2 separate regions of the Mus musculus genome follow, and region 2 is linked to region 1. Evidence: chromatin contacts called from public Hi-C data. All regions are on one chromosome and are shown on one strand. Each heading gives the region's core, a stretch centred on a gene start, on an enhancer-like site or on the middle of the called end of the contact. The rest is flanking DNA. Distances are from core to core; before and after follow the strand shown.

What was found. Hi-C and Micro-C count contacts between places; a contact is called where the count stands out from the background.
Region 2: a contact with region 1 is called in a Hi-C map of bone marrow-derived macrophages, with 13 read pairs. The contact joins two enhancer-like sites. A contact is called at or near these places in 1 of 484 Hi-C or Micro-C datasets (bone marrow-derived macrophages), 3 of 115 datasets of contacts at active chromatin or transcription factors (bone marrow-derived macrophages, cardiomyocytes and pancreatic cancer cells) and 1 of 9 other capture datasets (bone marrow-derived macrophages).

The regions. Positions count from the first base shown.
Region 1 is chr12:35,285,691-35,289,338 of GRCm38.p6, forward strand. No RefSeq gene overlaps it. Among named protein-coding and RNA genes, the nearest start is that of Mir680-3, 93 kb to the left of the region's middle. Within about 2 kb of position 1,476, at least 36 of the 459 cell types and tissues checked have an H3K27ac peak or open chromatin away from gene starts, as enhancers often do. A contact at or near this core is called in bone marrow-derived macrophages, where this site is marked.
Region 2 is chr12:35,883,056-35,886,739 of GRCm38.p6, forward strand. No RefSeq gene overlaps it. Among named protein-coding and RNA genes, the nearest start is that of Agr3, 41 kb to the right of the region's middle. Within about 2 kb of position 2,031, at least 32 of the 459 cell types and tissues checked have an H3K27ac peak or open chromatin away from gene starts, as enhancers often do. A contact at or near this core is called in bone marrow-derived macrophages, where this site is marked.

The DNA.
Region 1 (3,648 bases), core at 226-2,725:
AAATATGTTAAGTAAAAACTTCAAAGAAGTTCAATATATTTCACAGCTCTCAGAAAATATCTGACATTTTAAATTAAATAGTAAAGTAAATAAAAATATGAATAAGATTCTTCCCTGCACCAAAGAGAATCCTTTAAATTATAAGAACATTATTTTAATCTACCCAACTTTTTAGATGACTTTAGAATTTATCTATCTTTTCTTTCTTTCTTTCTTAAAGAAAAGGTCTCATCATGTATCCCAGGCTGGCCTTTAATTTTTGATGTGGTAGAGGTTGGATTTGAACCTCTTCCTGCCTTCTTGCTTTCATCTCCCATGTTCTGGGATTACAGGCATACACCTCCATACCTGGCTTGATTATATTCATCTGTAAGTGTCTACCCCTCCTCTGAAGGTGTAGCTTTTTCCTTAGAGGAACCACTTCCTTCATATCTACCACGTTTTCTCCTACAGGGTCAGTCAAACCATGAGTGTTGAAGTCAGTAGTAATCAAACACATGTTAGGAGCAGTCAGACTATTCAGAATTTTCATGTGTGCCAGGTCAGGCTTTCCTGGGCCAGCAGAACAAGAATTTATGGACTGTAGCAATGTGTGTGATGATGGTCATAGAATCAGGCTATCAATAGTGTATCTATTGAGTTATTTGATGTTTTTAGCACAAATGTCTACTTTGCATCAGACACAAGTCAATACCACCACTTAGCACCCTTCTTCTTACAAATGTACCTGGGATGAAATCAGCAATATCTACTTCTCTTTTTGCTAACTATGCTTCTTCCCTGATCGTTCTCTGCCTTCATGTGCTGTATCATGGTCCTTGATTTATTCTGAAGGCCGTCTGCATCATTCTGCTATTGCACAGGTATTGATTCAAGAGTTTAGTCAAGAGTGAATAGCAGCAATGTGTCAGGACAAGACAGCTTGCTAAGAGTGAAACAAGCAAGAAAGAGTGAGGTCCATGAGGCAGATGAGGTGCAGAGTCTCTGGGGGAATGGGGGAATGGGGGAATAGGGGGATGGGGGGATGGGGGGATGGGGGGATGGGGGGATAGGGGAATGGGGGAATGGGGGAATGGGAAAAGTACTATTGTACAGGACTTTTCATACTCTGCTGCCTCCTGTGGTCTTTGTGGTGGATACCTAAGTACAGGCAGAAAATTAGATGTGTATTGGTGCCAAGTATCCCTGACCAAGAATGCTCAAGTTTGCTTTACCTAGAGTGACCTAAGTGGAGACTGTAGACAGATTGTCTGGACAAAGGGAAGGCATGCATGAGTGTGTGATACTCAGTGTTAATTACGAAAACTATTGCTATGATTAAACCCCATTTCCAAAAACTGTTGGATGACAAAGGATTTACTTTGCTTATGTTTCCATATCACTGTTCATCATCACAGGAAATCAAGGCAGGAAGTCAAACAAGGCAGAAACAGAAGCGGATGCAGAGGCTATGGAGTGCTGCTTACTGGCTTATTCTCCATGATTCATTCAGCCTGCTTTCTTAAAAACCCAGGACTGCCAGCCCAGGGCTGGCCCCACCTACAATGGGCTGAGCCCTTCCACATCTACTACTAATTAAGAAAATGTCCTACAGGTTTGCCTACCTACAGCCCAATCTCATAAAGACATTTTTAAAATGGAGGCCCCCTCCTCTCTGATCACTCTAGCTTTTGTCAAGTTGAAGTAAACCAGCTAGGACAGAAGGGAAATTGAAACTTGATTAAGTGCAGATGGCTCATGATTTAGTCTAACACCCAGCTGTGGGAGTGGTATCCCTCACTGCAGGTTAAGGCAGAGACCTAACTGACAAACTGGAGGCTGGTTTAGGAGAGGAGCGTGGTTCATTTAGGGAGCTGAGGAGGGGATGACAGTGAAGGGTACAGACAGAAGGATCTCGGTAGGTGCCTGAATTTGGAAGGGATGGATACTCTAGTGTTATGTATGCTTTTACATTTCTGGAAGTTTTTGTTGAGTTGAGAAGAGCAATTACCCGGGAGCAGCATTAAGAAGCAAGGGCAGTCACTGTGCCTGCTAGCCTGGTGACATAGGGGCTTGAGAGAGAAAACAAGAATTGTGCAAGAAGACTGTAGAGGAAGCAGTGTCCTTATGAAATTCAGGGCTCAGGAGAAGTGATGTTAAAAGGTTTCCATGGTGTCCTAGGATACCTGTGGATTATGCTAATAACACATCGGGACTGCCATAGATTGGAGGATAGAAAGCCAGATCCAAGCTGACAGATATCTTAGTTTCTTTTCCCATTTCTGTACTAAAATCCTATTTGACAGAGTGATCTAAAAGAGGAAAGGTTTATTCTGGTTCATAGCTCATACCACAGGCACTCTTCATCATGGCTGAAAAGCCAAATTGGCAAGAGCTTGGGGCAGGTAACCCCATCTCATACCTAGTAAGGAAGCAGAGAACAGGGAATGGACACTGTGGCTCAGTGCCCTTTCCCCACACAGAGTCCAGGATTCCAGCCAAGGCTCCAGTGCTGCCCAGAGCTTAGGAATTTACCAGCTGGAAGACACTCACGTTTCTACCCATCCTTAGAGCTTATGAGTAAAACCACTACAGACAGTTCGGGGAATGCATCAATTTCATTTCTCTGTTGGTCAAAGTTAAGGAAGAGGGTTTTGTGTTGTGTGGTCAGTACATGCTTGCTCATAAGAAACTGCTTCATGCTTCCCCAAGTGACTGCATCAGTTTGCATTAAGTCTGTCCCATTTTTTAAAAAAATAATTTGCATACGTTAACTTGCTAATGATGGATTAATTCTATATTTCCATTTTAAGTCACCCTTTTCCTGATGTTGGTAGCTTGCTAGGTCCAATTTGTCAAGTATCTTGAGGAATTTTGTCTATATGTTGAGAGTGAAGGGTCTGGGACAGTTATTTATGCCTTCACACAGTTTGTGGTTACAACAAGTCTGGCCTTAGAAACAAAGTCAGGCTGTGCTCCTTTTTGAAGTTTTGTCTATAGTTCATGTAATGGCAAGATTTAGATAGAATCAGCCAGTATATCCTTCTGGTTCTGGTATTTTCCTTGTTAAGTTTTAGCTACAAATCTATTTTCTTTACAAGGTTTGTAACTACTTAACAATGTTTGTTTCTTCCCTAGCATGCTTTGGTAGCACTCTTTTCAGACACTGTCTGTTGTATTTGAGTTGTTGAGTTACTGACCTGTACAATTACATCTTTTTCCTGGCCCCGCCTACTCTGCCCCACCCCTTTCTTTTTCTCATGGCTTAGGCGCTTGTTACTCTGGCTGATCCATTAAAGCACAGCTTTTGTCTTACTGATATCTGCGTTCTTTTTGCTGTTTTATGCGCCCTTCCCTTCCTTAAGGTTTCCTTCCTTTGGTTTGCTTGCTTTGAGATTTATTCAGTCCCATTTTCAGGTTTCTTAAGGGAGGAGTTTGGGTAATTATTTTGAGCATTTTTTTCCCCTGATGTAGATACTAATGCAGAGATTTCCTCCTTTGACTTATTTTTACAAAAACCTTGATGTGCTGTTTTTACTTTAAGTAAAAGTTGCTTCTAATTTTGTCATCACTGTGCTCTACTAACAACATACCTAAGCTTGCAGTTTAATTTCCAACTATGTAAAAGCTTGCAGTGCTTTTGCTACAGACCCCTGGATTAATTTTCTT
Region 2 (3,684 bases), core at 781-3,280, 600 kb after region 1:
GCTGGGTTCATTGTGGTCTTTCGGTTTATCTCCATCATGCATGTGGTCATGTCCATCCCCCATTGTCCTCTATTGTCTACTGTCTCTCTCACTGATACCTCTCCTATTCCCAACTAGGAATATTTTTACATCTTCTTTTTAAATTTCTTTTCTTTTCTTTTGTGACCTGGTGAACTTACAGAATTTCTTTCCCTTCTTTCTTTCTTTCTTTCTTTCTTTCTTTCTTTCTTTCTTTCTTTCTTTCTCTCTTTCTTTCTTTCTTTCTTTCTCTCTCTCTCTCCCTCTCTCTCTCTCTCTCTCTCTCTCTCTCTCTTTCTCTCTTTCTTTCTTTCTCTTGGTAGAGTGGGGGTTTCTCTGAACACAGTAATAGGAAAGAGAAAGAAAGAGAATGGGAAAAGCACACTGCCATGGGGCACATGGGATTCTGCCAACATCACTCAAGGGGTTAAATGGATGAGAAAACCACTGTAGGAGAACCTGAGGTGGCATTGGGCATCCTAAGCACAGTTGAGAGAAGACAGAAGGCATTACCTCAGAGGAACAGAACATACTAATGCTCAGAAGACTTAAACACCCAACAGATAATATTGGTGCCTCTCTCCGTTAAGCCATGTTCAACCATTGGACATTGTTTAGTTCTGTTACGTGTTGCCTTTTTAATTTAATTGCCTCACTGTGAGTAAGTAGTTCTATGGACTCTCTTATCAGTCTGTTTTTCTTCCTGCTTTCAGGTCCCTCAGAAAACTGTTGCACAGGTTAGCATGGCATGAACATGTCAGTACTTATTGACAAGACCCTGGAAACTGTGTAGCAGAGGCAAGCCTCAGCACAGGTGGCATGCAGCACCTCAGCTGAGCGCTATGAGGAAGTCCCACAAATCAGAGGCCCCAGGGAACTAATCCTGGTTCGTAACACATAACATGCTTGCATGATCTTGTTTGGCATTGTGACTTACCTACAAATCTATTACTTGACTTATATAAACTCTAGCATATGCAATAATGTGGCTTGTTATACTGTTATTATAAATATATGTCTTTATTACTTTGTTTAATCTTCAATCCCTGAGAAATCCAATGGTTTTTATTTTTATTTTTTAATTTTCTTTACTAAGTCAACATTCCACAAAGTGTACTCTATGAGTCAGACAACCAGGGCCATGTGGTAATCATGTCCTGGACGTCTTTTCAGACCCTAGCTATTGAAAATGGGCCTTCTGGGTATCTCTACTCCTCCGATCCCTAGCTCTTCAGTCTGTGTATAATTAAGCACTGCAGGAGAAGCAAAAGAATTGGCCTGTGCCACCCATGTAGTATGGGAATGGGAGCCCACAACACTGTGACAGTTCTCTGGGTCTTCTTGGGGTGGGGGTAGGCGGTCCACTGTGGGAGTTTCAGGGTGAAGAAGCTGATGGGATCTGAGGAAGTGTGAGGTCCAAGTTTTATCCAGGACATGCCTAGAGAGAAATGGGAAAACCTATGGGTCAGCAGTAGTTTTGGTAGTTTAAGGAAGAGGTTTAAGGAGGAGCCACTGTTGGCATTTATATTTCGACCTTCATATAAACAATTTGCTGAAAGTAATTATCATTATTTTTTTTCTTTCCTTGAGACATTATATAGCCTTGCTGACCTGGAGCTTGTTATATAGACCAGACTGTCTTCAAACTCCTGGAGATCTGCCTGCTTCTGCCTCCCAAGTGCTGACATTAAAGGGGCAACTGCACCCAGCAAATGGATCTCTCTTTAGAGCTTTACATTTCTAAAAGGGGTATAGGAGGTTTGAGACTGCAAGCCCACATCCAAGGAGCAATAATTAACTCCACACACACTGAGGAAACATGTCAGAGAACAGGAAACATTGCCATCTTCTGCCTATATGAGAATGCTGCTTTTCTTTTTTTAAAACAAACAAACAAACAAAAAAACAAACAAACAAGCAAACAAAAACAAAGAGCTTTGTTCTGATCAAGACCAAGCTACTATTAGAATGTGTGGTCGGTGAGCACATAGCGCCACCTTGTGCAGCTGGGTGCCCTGTGAATGTCTCCTGTGTAGGAAAAATGTAAGCAGCAGAAGTGGAGGTTGTCTCACAGTGGGAGCCAATTCAAGTAAGCAGGCTTTTAGTGTGCAAACATAACTGTGTAAACAAATTCCCAGTTCTTTGCAAAGCAAAGCAGTGGGACCCATAGAAAAACAAAAAGACTAGTTTCTAAGCAGAGCAGGGGATGAGTCTGTTATGAGGGAAAAGTCACAAAAATAAGGTTGGGGGAAGGGAGGAATAACACGGGGAGGAACCAGAGGGAAGGGGAAGCGAGAAACAGGGTCTTAAAAAGGGAAGCAGCTTGAAGAGAGTTCGAGCGGTGTTGGAAGAGAGAACAGCGGAAAAGTAACTGTGGCACCCGTAAACCACAGCAACTAAGACACAGCCCCACCTGCACGCCTCCCCTCCCAGTGGATGTTTTAAGGTGGACAGTGACTTCCAAGTTCTGGCTCCCAGTCTCTGGAACTCCCAGTCTGCCCATTCCGCTGAGCTCTTCCGAAAAAAAAAAAAAATCGCACAGTGAAATCATGAATGTTTTAACGAAACTCGTAGCCTCCGATGAAAATCTAGAAAAGCCCTCAAGAAAACATGTTAGGCATCCGTTGATGTTTGTTTAATTCTTGTCGGGAGCCAAGTGAAAATGTTTGCATGTGCAATCTGTGCACAGTCATCGATCTGGTTCCATCAGGATGTAGCAGAGAGCAGCTGAGAGAAGTCAGGAAAGCCCAAAGGCGCCCGGCAGCCATTATCCCTATTTGGCCCCATTTTAACACTGAAGTTACCTTTCTATTAACTTTAAAAACTTACCATGACTCTATGGTCTTCTGATCCTGGGGATTGTGGTCACCATTGCTTCTTCCTATTCTAAGGCAGAAACGATCTCTCTTTGCTTGGAGAGAATCTAAACGGCCCTGAGTTCTTTGAGGAAACATAACACGGATGGACTCCTTAGAAGAGTCAATAATGGGTGACCATTTTTTAACTTATTCGTTAGTTATTTAATTAGTTATCCCCTTTATTCTAGTAAAGAATAAATCGTTCTTAGTCCTGTGTCTAAGAGAGGAGTGTTGGTAGAAACAAGTAAAAACGTATGATCTGAAAGATGGAGCACCTGTTAGGAGCTCTTTTGCTGCTCTTTCTGAGGATCTGAGTTCGATTCCCAGCACCCAAGTTATATGGTTCACAGCTGCACATAACTTCAGCTCCAGGAGATCCGATACCACGGGTTCTTGCATACACCTGCCATACAGACACTGAGACAAATATGTATCCTTACATGAAAATAAATCTTTGTTAAAAATTAACTCCCAGCAGATTCTGTGTTGCAGTCTATTTCTGTTCATCTAGATCCTTGCCCCCTGGATGGTCTGAGTAAGCCAACCAAAGGGAACTCTTGCCTCCAAATAAAAATGGACGAAAGAACTGAAGAGTCCAGGAGACATGGAAAACTCTCTTAAAAGTCAGCACACGTAAGCGCTTGAACCTTCAGCATTATGTGGTGCTGACTAAATAGAAAGTACATTATTCCCCTCTGCTTTCCTCAACTATTTGTAATCATAAAATCAGAAATGCCTATAACTTCTGGTGCTTAAAAAAAAAAAAAGTGAAGACAAGGCTGGAGGTGGCTCAACTCTTAAGAGCACT